Regions from separate parts of the Mus musculus genome. Here regions 2 and 3 are each linked to region 1. Evidence: chromatin contacts called from public HiChIP or PLAC-seq data. All regions are on one chromosome and are shown on one strand. Each heading gives the region's core, a stretch centred on a gene start, on an enhancer-like site or on the middle of the called end of the contact. The rest is flanking DNA. Distances are from core to core; before and after follow the strand shown.

Region 1 (3,379 bases), core at 403-2,902:
TGTGCAGTTTGAAATCTCACACAGCCCCCATTAGCAACTCTTAGCTTATGCCCTGTCAGGCTCCCAGAGTCCTCTCCAGCAAATCCTGGCTACGTCTGCATCATATGCTTTCTCCTTTAACAGTTTTAGAGTTTCAGGTCTCTGGTACATTTTTGGTTAGTTTTGTTCCAAGGGCAGAGGGTCTGGTTTATGGATATCCACTTTTCCCAGCACCACTTACTGAAGATGACAGTACCTCTCCAATGTGTTTTTCATGTGTCTGTTAAAGATGAGATGGCTGTAGCTGTGCTTGCGTTTTTCTCTGGGTCCTCTAGTCTGTAAGTCTACATGCTTGTTTTTGTTACTATGGTTCCATACTACAACTTAAGATCAGGTATTGTGGTATCTCCAGCCTTGCTCTTTCTCCATAGAGCTGCTTTGGCTATTCAGGGTCATTTGTGCCTCTATATGAATTCTAAGATAATTTTCCCTCATATTGCAAAGAATTTCATCAAAACTTTGAATTGTGTGAAGCCTGTAGATCACTTTTGGTAATATTGCCATTTTATTTACATATATATATTACTTCTGTTGATCTGTGAGGGTTGGTGCCATTTTTCTTTTCTGTGTCTTCTTCAATCCCCTCTTTCAGTGTTAAAGTGTAGAGGCCTTTCACCTCCTTGATTATGCTTACTCCAAGGCTGGCTGATTGCTTTCTTCTTTCTTTCTCAGCAAGTTCAATCTTAGAAAATAGAAAAACTACTGATTTTTGAATGTTTTTTTCTTGTATTCTGCTTCTTTTCTGAAAGTGTTTGGTGGAGTCACTAGGATCTTTTATAGATAATATACATGCATTTTATTTATTTATTTATGTATTATTTTGAGGCCAAGTTGTTTAGGCTGGACGTAAACTCCCTCTGTAGCACAGTTGCCCTGAGCCTATGATCCTCCTGCCTGTTTGGCAGCTCGGATTACACCTGTGCCATGAGACCTTGCTCAGACTAAGCCTGTGTCCTCTCAATCTGTCATGATGAGCATTAAAACCCAACACGGGATATCGTGGGAGACCATGTTCCAACTATGGTCCAACCACAGTAAGTGCACAAAAGCACAGGGAACAGTGACCATCAAATGCTGGAAGGCAGGGAAAACAGGCAATGTCAAAGCTTACAAAGCCTCAGTCGTACAAGGTAATTTAGTTCTGTGGGTCTGTACTACAGAGGTGGGTACCACGCCTCTAGCTAACAATACTGCAATATAAAGTTTTCTAAAAAGTTAGAATGCATGTGCTCTTAATATATACACAAGTAAAATAATAATGCATGCTGGAGAAATTTAGGAAGGTGACAGATGGACCTGTGGCCGTTACCATGGTGATGGCTTCGGCGTAAAGACCTGCTCTCAAGCTCATCATGGGAGGAGAAGACACCGGTTCCCTCCAATCTGCAGCTCTTCCCAGCTGTGACAAGAATAGGCATGATCTACAAAGAAGCTATTTCTTCCCACAGGAGAAGATGTAGACTTTGTCAAGCACACCCTGGAGGAGAGCTATGGCTCAAGTGTAGCCTCTGTGTAAAATGAACAATAAACTGTTGTTACATTATGTAGCCTCTACATTTCAATGTTTCCTTCCCCCACCCAGCAAAGCCATTTAACACTAAGTAGCTCCAAAATACAGAAATGTGGTTTCTTGAGTCACTGCTCACACAAGAGCCCAGAGATTCATCCTATCAAGTGCAGCTGTGTAGGACTGTTGATCAAATAATAAACAGTTATCAGCCTAAGCCGCTGTTGCTATAATTAATGTACTATAAATAATTAATATACTCTGTGAAGTCATTTCTATCATAAGAATGAAAAACCCTCAAGCCCTTTTCTGAACTTGTATTCTGACCTTTTTGCATACCAGTCATTCCTACTAGCTATGGAGTCGATGATGGCAGAGGTGCTGGTCTCTGTGGTTTGGGTGAGTGAGTCATGAGTTGAAGTTGGATGCCCAGCGTGGCAATGTGAGGAGACAGTGGATCTGTGAGAGGTCTGTGGGCCCTAGTGGGAGGTCTCTAGGTCTTGCTGAGTACTGCCTTCAGAAGAGATGCAGTTCTTCCAGGATTCTTTGAGTTAGCTCTTGCAAGAGGGTTGTGCCCATACCCACCTAGAGATTTATAGAAGGCAGAATTCAAAAGTGACAAACTGGGGTGCTTGGCAGAGAAAGTACTGAAACAGCAAAGCTGCCAAGCTGCCCCTGGGTTACATCTGAACTGCAGAAAGAAGGCTTTAGAAGCACCATCTAAAAATAGAATTTCTCAATGTAAAAGGAAACAACGCAAAAGGATTTGAAAGATTTACAGCTCCTCCAGGAAAGGAGCAAAGAAGTGCCACGGAGAGGTGCATCCAGGAGGGATCAGCATGGATAAAGTGAGGCCAGAAGCACGGGGACAAGAGGAAAGGGACTTGGAGGGCACCTCAGAGGTCTGCAGAGCTACCTCTCCACCACAGGCTCAGGGCCTTCAGACAGAACTGTCTGTCTCGGGAACAGGCTCCGAGCACTCTCTGTAAGCTCTCACACACTGCTCCCTGCTTTCCAGAAGAACACACTTTAGCCACCTTAGCTATGTCAAGCAGGCCCAGGTACAGCTGATGAACTGATCCAGATGAGTAATCACCAGCATTTAGTGTAATGTATGCTGGAGGCACGTGTAACATTAGGGCTAGGGAGACACAGCAGTTTCCACACAGATTTGAGAATAAAACAGAAGGGGTCCTGTTATCCACTATCCACTGCCAACAGACCCTGAACAGAAATAATGGGACATCCGCCAGGACTCTGGAACTGGGAACTACCAGTCTACAGTGTCAGTCTGGGAAAGCTGCAGTCATGAGACTCTAAGCTGAGAGCTGGAGTATGAGCTGAGCCTAGCAGAGTCATAGAGGAAGAGCTTCTGGTGGTTTTAAGGGAAGTCAGAGTTTTAACAACTTGTGTCTGCTCTGATAGTGTCTGGATGTGCTCTGGGCCAGTTACTGCTTTCTGTTTAGCTATTCCCTTTGGTATAGCAATGTTTACCAACAGCACAGCCTATTCCACTACATACTATGAATAGAAAACTTTATTTGTAGGGCCTCATAACTAAAGAGTTTGCCTTGGACCTCCAATGAGTGAGTGACTAGCATTTTAATAAGTTAAGATCTAGGGACTATTCACAGACTATGATTCCATCTGTCAGCATATGAGTTGTGTGGAGCAAGAGGCAGAAGCAGAATGACCTGGCTTGAATATGATTTGTCCATTCTGAATATTCATGTTGAGATTTAATCCTCATGCTGAGGGACCAAGAGGGGAAAAAAGGTGGCTATAGTATTGAGTGGACCTCAGGGTTAAACAGGATATCAGCTCAGAGCCCTG
Region 2 (3,379 bases), core at 245-2,744, 840 kb before region 1:
GTGCCCTGTGGCTTGTGTGCCCAAACATATGAAATAAGTTAACAAATGTAATGGAAAACAGTTTGATATCTGAAACCTTACCCAGTCCTGGAGTAGAGACATTTCTACCATATCTAGTCTGCATTTAAGGTTTCCAGTTTGTTTGTTTGTTTGTTTGTTTGCGTTATTCTTGCAGTTGGGAACATAACTCAGTAGTGTGTTAAGGCCATAGGTTTAAAAGGACCTAGCACCATCTGCGCTGCCTCCACCTAAGGTTACTTCCGTAGAGCAAACAGCGTGTGCCATTTTTAGAAGCTGTGGAGCATGAGTGGTCTGCAGGTCTGATATCTGCCCCCTGCCCTTTAAACAGTTATTTCAAGGCTGGGTGTAGTGGTGAACACCTTTACCCCAGTGAGTTCAAGACTGGCCTGGTTTACACTGTAAGTTCTGGGCAGCCAGGGCTACACAGAGAAACCCTGTCTTAAACAAATACAACTTATGTCAGAATTCACAGTCACAAGCTTTGTGTGAGACGGAAGTGGGTTCCAGGAAGGACTGAGAAGTACATTTCCCTTCAGGTTTGCTATCTCAACACGGAGATTCATATTTTCATTTTGATTTTATTATCTTTCCTTGTATTAGAAATTGAACCCAGAATGTTATACATACTAGGCATATATTCTATGACTGAACTACATCCATGGCCTGGCAATTAATAATTTTTAAGATATAAATATATCACATACTATTATAAGGAATTTATTTATATGAAATTATTATTTTTGTAACAGTGGTTTAAATACACCTAAATAAATACACGAAAGTATACAAATTTACCATTGCAAAAAAATATAAAACAAAAAAAGAGAAAATGAGTTCGAGGCCAGCCTGGTCTACAGAGTGAGTTCCAGGACAGCCAAGGCTACACAGAGAAACCCTGTCTCGAAAAAACAAAAAAAGAGGGAGAGAGAGAAAGAGAGAGAGAGAGAGAGAGAGAGAGAGAGAGAGAGACTTCTCTACGTAAACATCACAAAATAAATTTTTACAGTTTCAAAAAATAAGTTATTTAATTTTATGTAGGTCAGAAGACACAATTTAACTAAGAAAAAATTAATACTACCCTTAGCCTTTTCAAGTTAACTCAAGAGATAAGGGTTTGATCTATGGTTGAGAGGGAAAAAAAAAAATCACCATAAGGAAGCTCATTTTACCCATAGCTCCTGGCCTCAAATATGCTCACATAGAACTTTGACGTCCACTAATACTTCTTAAAGACATTGGCTAAATGACCTACCTGATTTCACCAAGCACATGAAACTGATGAAAAAACATAGCCTCAGCATAGGGAACCTCAAGAGATCATGTGCCCCAAACACGAGGACGTGTCGCACTCCGCACAGAGCCTGGCGTTCCCGCGTTCCCGCGTCCCACCCTGAAGTCTGGCTTTCTCGAAGCGAGTGAGTCCGTGACAACAGGAAGTCCCCGAGGGAGGCTCTGTGGCCCTGTTAGTCCTGTCAGGATCTTTGGCTCCTCCTCTTTGCAATAAAAGGTCTGGGACTTTCTGCTTGCACAATTGGTGCATATGTTAATGTGTCATTTGCATTTGAAGGATGCCGAGTAAAAGGTTTCCTTCTTCGTGGGCGGTTTCCTAGCTGTTTGGCTTGGTGTGTTGAAATCAACCTCATTTGGAATCCTTTTCCTTTATGAATGAATCCCGGATGACAAATCCGGGTCAGTATTCTCCTATCGCCACTATGTATACAAAGCCACGTTCATGTTAACTCCAAGGTCTCCACAGAGCTGTCTTTAGACTTTTATTAAAAACATTTCATTGAGTTCAGCTATACAGCCTAATTTACGAATCTCTCTATGCTTCAGAGTTGTACTTAGCTTGCTTACTTCTCATCCAGAGTCCTGGTCTCCCTCATAACTGAGTTTTTATTTTTGCATTTTATTTACTGAGTGTGGCAGGTGAGTGTGGGTTGCAGTCCCTGTCCTTCCGTTGCATAGTCTTGGGGTCAGGCCTGGGGACAAGCACCTTTACCCGCTGTGCAATCTCACCCATCCAGTTGTCGTCTTAAAGGGGAAGAACACATCTACATCTTTCCAACCTTTCTAAGGCCTACACTAGAAGTAACCAATCCTTCTGCTCTGTGAGGTTATTGTGGGTGAGGGTACTTTGGCAGTAAAGAGTGTACCTAGCCTAGATGGAAAGGCAGGTCACTAATGACAGGATACACTGCAAAGTGATGTAACCCTCTTTGTAGTGAAAATTCCCCTAATCATAAGTTTCTGGGTATTTGAAAACCTTAAAAATAGTAAGGACAAAACCTAACAACAAAAAAACCCCACATTTTCACTCAAACATCAGGCATAAGCCATTAGTCATTTAGCATTGTCGAGGTGCCTGTGTCAAGTGCTTCTTGACAGAGGTATGTGGCCTCAATAAATAAAACATTTATGTTCTGTGTGTCTCAACTTTCTCAATCATGAAATGAAGATAAGATCTCTTGACTCACGGGGTTATGCAGACTAAATGAGGTATGTGAGCTCAAGTCTTCAACACTATGCCTGCTGCCAAAGTAATTGCTCCTGCCTCTTGCTAACTCCAGGTACTATCTTCCAGGTCACACAGCTGACACTGTCCCCACCCCTCTGAAGACTTGCTATAGAACAGAGAAGGGGAGCCGGGCAGTGGTGGGAGGCCAGCCTGGTCTACAAAGTGAGTTCCAGGACAGCCAGGGCTATAGAGAGAAACCCGGTGTCTTGAAAAACCAAACCAAAACAAAACAAAGAAAACCTGAGAAGGGGGCTTCAGGAGGAACTTGAGGAATGAGGGCCTCCTAGACCTTTTGAGAACTGTAGTGGGCTTTGCTTTTCTGTCCTGTCGGGAAATGAATTAAGGAACTGTAAACAGGAAACCCAACTCAACCCGCTTTTCTGCTTTGCACTTGCTCTAAGCCTTGCTCCTTTGAAAACAAGGGCTCTGGAGGACAGAGAGTTGTTCTGTCTCTTTAATGAACCTGCCCTGGAATGTGCCGCTCCCTGCTGGGTCAGTGTACCCACCTGATAAGTATTTGTTGAGTTCCCATCAGTCTAAAGTGCTTATCTGGACCTAGCCAATGTACTTTAGGGGCGAAACTATCCGATCCTCAGTTACAGGAATAAGGGTCACTCTGCAGGGTGGTCTTCTAGATGTTATTAATGGTTAGAGCACAGAAGTTCCCCTAACCTCATGGCTGGGTGCTCAGTTTTCATTCCAGCATTAAATGCAGCAGAGAAGCAATGGAGGAATCCATTCTTTCTCCTTTAGAGGAGTAAGAAATATTGACAGTGTAATAACAAGTACCAACTGTGCAATAGGAAAACAAAACCCTCCAAAGGTGGGGGAGAAGAGGAG
Region 3 (3,379 bases), core at 452-2,951, 730 kb before region 1:
CCAGCACTCGGGAGGCAGAGGCAGGTGGATTTCTGAGTTCGAGGCCAGCCTGGTCTACAGCGTGAGTTCCAGGACAGCCAGGGCTATACAGAGAAACCCTGTCTCGAAAAACCAAACCAAACCAAACAACAACAACAAAAATCAAAAGTATCAACTCCTTTTAGAAGAAGGAAGAAGGAAAAAGACTGATCTGCCCAAGGCCAGGGAGATCATGTTCTCTTGGGTTTTATGATATTTCTTTATCTCTGTTATCACGTGTATGTCTAATTTGAAGCCAAGACCTTGGTAAAGAGCTTAATTACAGGGCTCTTTTGGGAAAATACAATAGGTATGAGGTCAAAAAAGCTGAAGACTCTTGGTCACTAAACACTCATAACATTGCTTCGGAGCTGTAAGTCTCAGAAACCTGCTTCATCCCCAGGTCTACCTCCATGGTCATCACCAGATTCCAAACATGTCCCCAAATTGACACTCAAAAAGTGAGTGACTAAGGAAGCACTAGAGGTGAACAGTGTGGGAACAGATGAATCTAAGCCACGGGCACACACATCCTTAACTCCACCCTGACCACACTACACTGCTCACACCAAAAAGACTCCTCTGAAAACTAGCTGGCTTGCTCGCACCCAGAAGTTTTACTCAGTGGACCCTCAGGTCACCTATTAAAATACTGTTGTTAGATCAAAATAACCAGATTATAAAGTAGGTTGCCCCCACATCTGGTTGGATCCAGAACAGTCCTCATTAGGACTGGCATGCCAGCTAAGTTCCTTCCAAGAGCAGCAGTGGGCTCCCGATGGCTCCCTCCCGACAGGTACCACATGCCCTTCAGGTTTCTGCTGAGTTGATGGGTACCTCCCTTGCCTGACTGCCACAAAGCAGAGACAATGCCAAGGTGACCGTGCAATTGTCCAGGCAGGAATAAAGGTATCCTACAAGACACTTCTGCCTCCTGTCCCTGGCTATAAGACTGTTGTCACAATAGACCCAAGACATCGGGGTTCCCAGGAGTCCCATGCTAGGAAATGCAAAGACTCGGACTCTGGTTCCAGCCACAGGGTGAGCTGATTTCAGTCTGACAGACTGGTGCTCTAACTGCAGCGATGGGGTGGGTCACGCCTTTCCTAGGACTGATAGTTATTCATTCATGCCTCCTGCCTGCTATTTAAACCTAAATTGCATGTTAGGACAGGGAGATGGCCGGAGGGAGAGTTCTCTCTCTGGATCTCTGTTCTTCCTCCTAATGTGGCCACACTGAATAAACCTCTTTTTCTACTTTTCATAATTATTTGTTTAATTGGCCTATAGAGGTGGTTGGGTGGCTAAAGCTGGCTTAATAAGGCTGCCAGAGCCAAGGCTCTGATCCTGTATGCTCTTCTCTTGGCAGCTTTAACCTAAGGTTTTATGTGTCAGCCCTGGTGTCTGTCCCCTCCGCTGGCAGTATGTACAAGATTGTTCCATACCCATGCAGGGACGATTCAAGGGCAACTGAACTGCGTAAGCAACCTACTGCTGCACTTCACCAAGTGTGGCAGTTTATCTATCGCTACACTCCTATCTTGTTTATAATCTGAGATCCCAGCAGGGGGCACCATGAGAGAGACGCTGATAGAATTAAAACACCCAAATGCTCATGACATTCTCTGTGACATCGTGCTGAGTCAGCCTGGCTTCCCCCCAACTGCAACCAGACTCCACCTTCTGACCCTGATATGCAAAACTGTGTAATCAGAACTAGGTGACAAATCCATGCTGGGAAGAGCAGGCATGACCTCAGCCTTCAAAATTAGAACTACAAGAGCCCTCAGCAGCTCAGAGCGGCTCCTACACAGCTTTTCCCACTTCCTTTAGGACTTTAATTCTCAAGCTAATAAATTTTACCATAAAAATAAGATGATTTTTTTTTTACATTGAACACTGTTTTTTCTTTTAGAGGTTTTTAAAAATTAATTTTAGGAGCTAAGTTTTAGTTGGCTTGGTGGTTAAAAGCACTGGTCGCCTCTTGTAGAGGACCTGGGTTCAGTTCCCAGCACCCACACAGCAGCCCACAGCTAACTCCAGTTCTAGGGGATCCAATGCCGTTTTCTGACTTCTGCCAGCAGCCAACAAAACTCTCAGACATACATGATTTTTTTTTAATTAGTATTTTAGGTTAGTGCGTGAAGTCTTGGGTTATGTTATAGCATTTTCATGTGCAGCATTCATTTTTAATTCCTGTTTTGATAACTGCAAAGATGTGGTGCTTGTGTCCTTCACATTCATTTTTTTAAGATTTATTTACTTATTTTATGTATATGAGTACACTGTAGCTGTACAGATGGTTGTGAGCCATATGCGGTTGCAGGGAATTGAACTCAGGATCTCTGCTCCCTCCGGTCCAAAGATTTATTTATTGTTATGGGTAAGTACACTGTAGCTGTCTTCAGACACCCCAGAAGAGAGCATCATATCTTATTACAGGTGGTTGTGAGCCACCATGTGATTGCTGGTATTTGAACTCAGGACCTTCAGAAGAGCAGTCAGTGCTTTTACCCACTGAGCCATCTGTCTCACCAGCCCCCTTCACATTCATTCTTAACGGCCATCAAACATCTCTTTCAGTGCCCTTTGGCTATACTTTCCAACAGTGCCAGCTCCTCTTTAAATTCCTTCTGATCTGTCAACATCTTTCTGTAACCAATGCACGCCCTTACCCTGAAGGAAACACTCTAGGTAGTGCGGTTTCCCAAGAGGTCAGGAGTCCAAGGGTAGCTCAAATCCGTGATCAACTCCAAGTGTTGACATAAAAGTCTACAACACCATGCATGAACATGTGCATGCCTTAATAGTGTAATTAAAACAAACAAAAATATGGGAGGAGATACACTAAATTATAACAGCAGTTAAATTGGGAGTTTCTGATGTCCTGATAAGAGGAACTATTCTAAAGAGAGGAATCTGTAGCCTGCCCCACTGCTTCCATTGAAATAAGAGACAGCAAAGAATGAAGGTTTCTCCAGGAATCCTGTTTATGGGGAGGGGAAAGACCTCTCTCTCTCTCTCTCTCTCTCTCTCTCTCTCTCTCTCTCTCTCTCTCTCTCTCTCTCTCTCTCTCTCTTGTGTGTGTGTGTGTGTGTGTGTAGGGGTTGAGTAAAAGGTAGTAACTTCCCACTGTAAGAAGTGAGAGAAGGCAGTGAGGAGGGAGGAAGCTGTGCTCTGCAGGCTGCAGGCTGCCAGTCACTGTTTCTAAGAGATGGGATCAGTTTCCATCTTTTCATCAAACGCAGGGTACTAAACTTTTCATCCAGCAAAAAATAAATAAATAAATAAAAATAAAAAAAAATAAAAATTCTACTTCTTAATAAAGTAACCTAGGTTTACTGAGACGCCTGTGCTCTGC

Evidence for each region. HiChIP or PLAC-seq counts read pairs in DNA pulled down with a chosen protein or histone mark.
Region 2: a contact with region 1 is called in a FOXA1 HiChIP or PLAC-seq map of pancreatic cancer cells. The contact joins the promoter of Liph here to the enhancer-like site in region 1. A contact is called at or near these places in 3 of 39 promoter capture datasets (the 3T3-L1 cell line and hippocampal neurons), 1 of 115 datasets of contacts at active chromatin or transcription factors (pancreatic cancer cells) and 1 of 9 other capture datasets (adipose tissue).
Region 3: a contact with region 1 is called in an H3K27ac HiChIP or PLAC-seq map of the NIH/3T3 cell line, with 5 times the contacts expected there. The contact joins two enhancer-like sites. A contact is called at or near these places in 3 of 115 datasets of contacts at active chromatin or transcription factors (the NIH/3T3 cell line, astrocytes and pancreatic cancer cells).

What each region holds. Positions count from the first base shown.
Region 1 is chr16:22,837,704-22,841,082 of GRCm38.p6, forward strand. The region is part of intron 2 of Tbccd1 (TBCC domain containing 1); the gene reads right to left. Among named protein-coding and RNA genes, the nearest start is that of Tbccd1, 18 kb to the right of the region's middle. Within about 2 kb of position 1,653, at least 60 of the 459 cell types and tissues checked have an H3K27ac peak or open chromatin away from gene starts, as enhancers often do. A contact at or near this core is called in the NIH/3T3 cell line and pancreatic cancer cells, where this site is marked.
Region 2 is chr16:21,994,048-21,997,426 of GRCm38.p6, forward strand. Liph (lipase, member H) reads right to left here and starts at 1,495. Exons shown (of 10, transcript NM_001083894.1): 1 at 1,274-1,495. The coding sequence starts at 1,322.
Region 3 is chr16:22,106,645-22,110,023 of GRCm38.p6, forward strand. All of the region lies in intron 2 of Igf2bp2 (insulin-like growth factor 2 mRNA binding protein 2), which reads right to left. Among named protein-coding and RNA genes, the nearest start is that of Igf2bp2, 55 kb to the right of the region's middle. Within about 2 kb of position 1,702, at least 68 of the 459 cell types and tissues checked have an H3K27ac peak or open chromatin away from gene starts, as enhancers often do. A contact at or near this core is called in the NIH/3T3 cell line and pancreatic cancer cells, where this site is marked.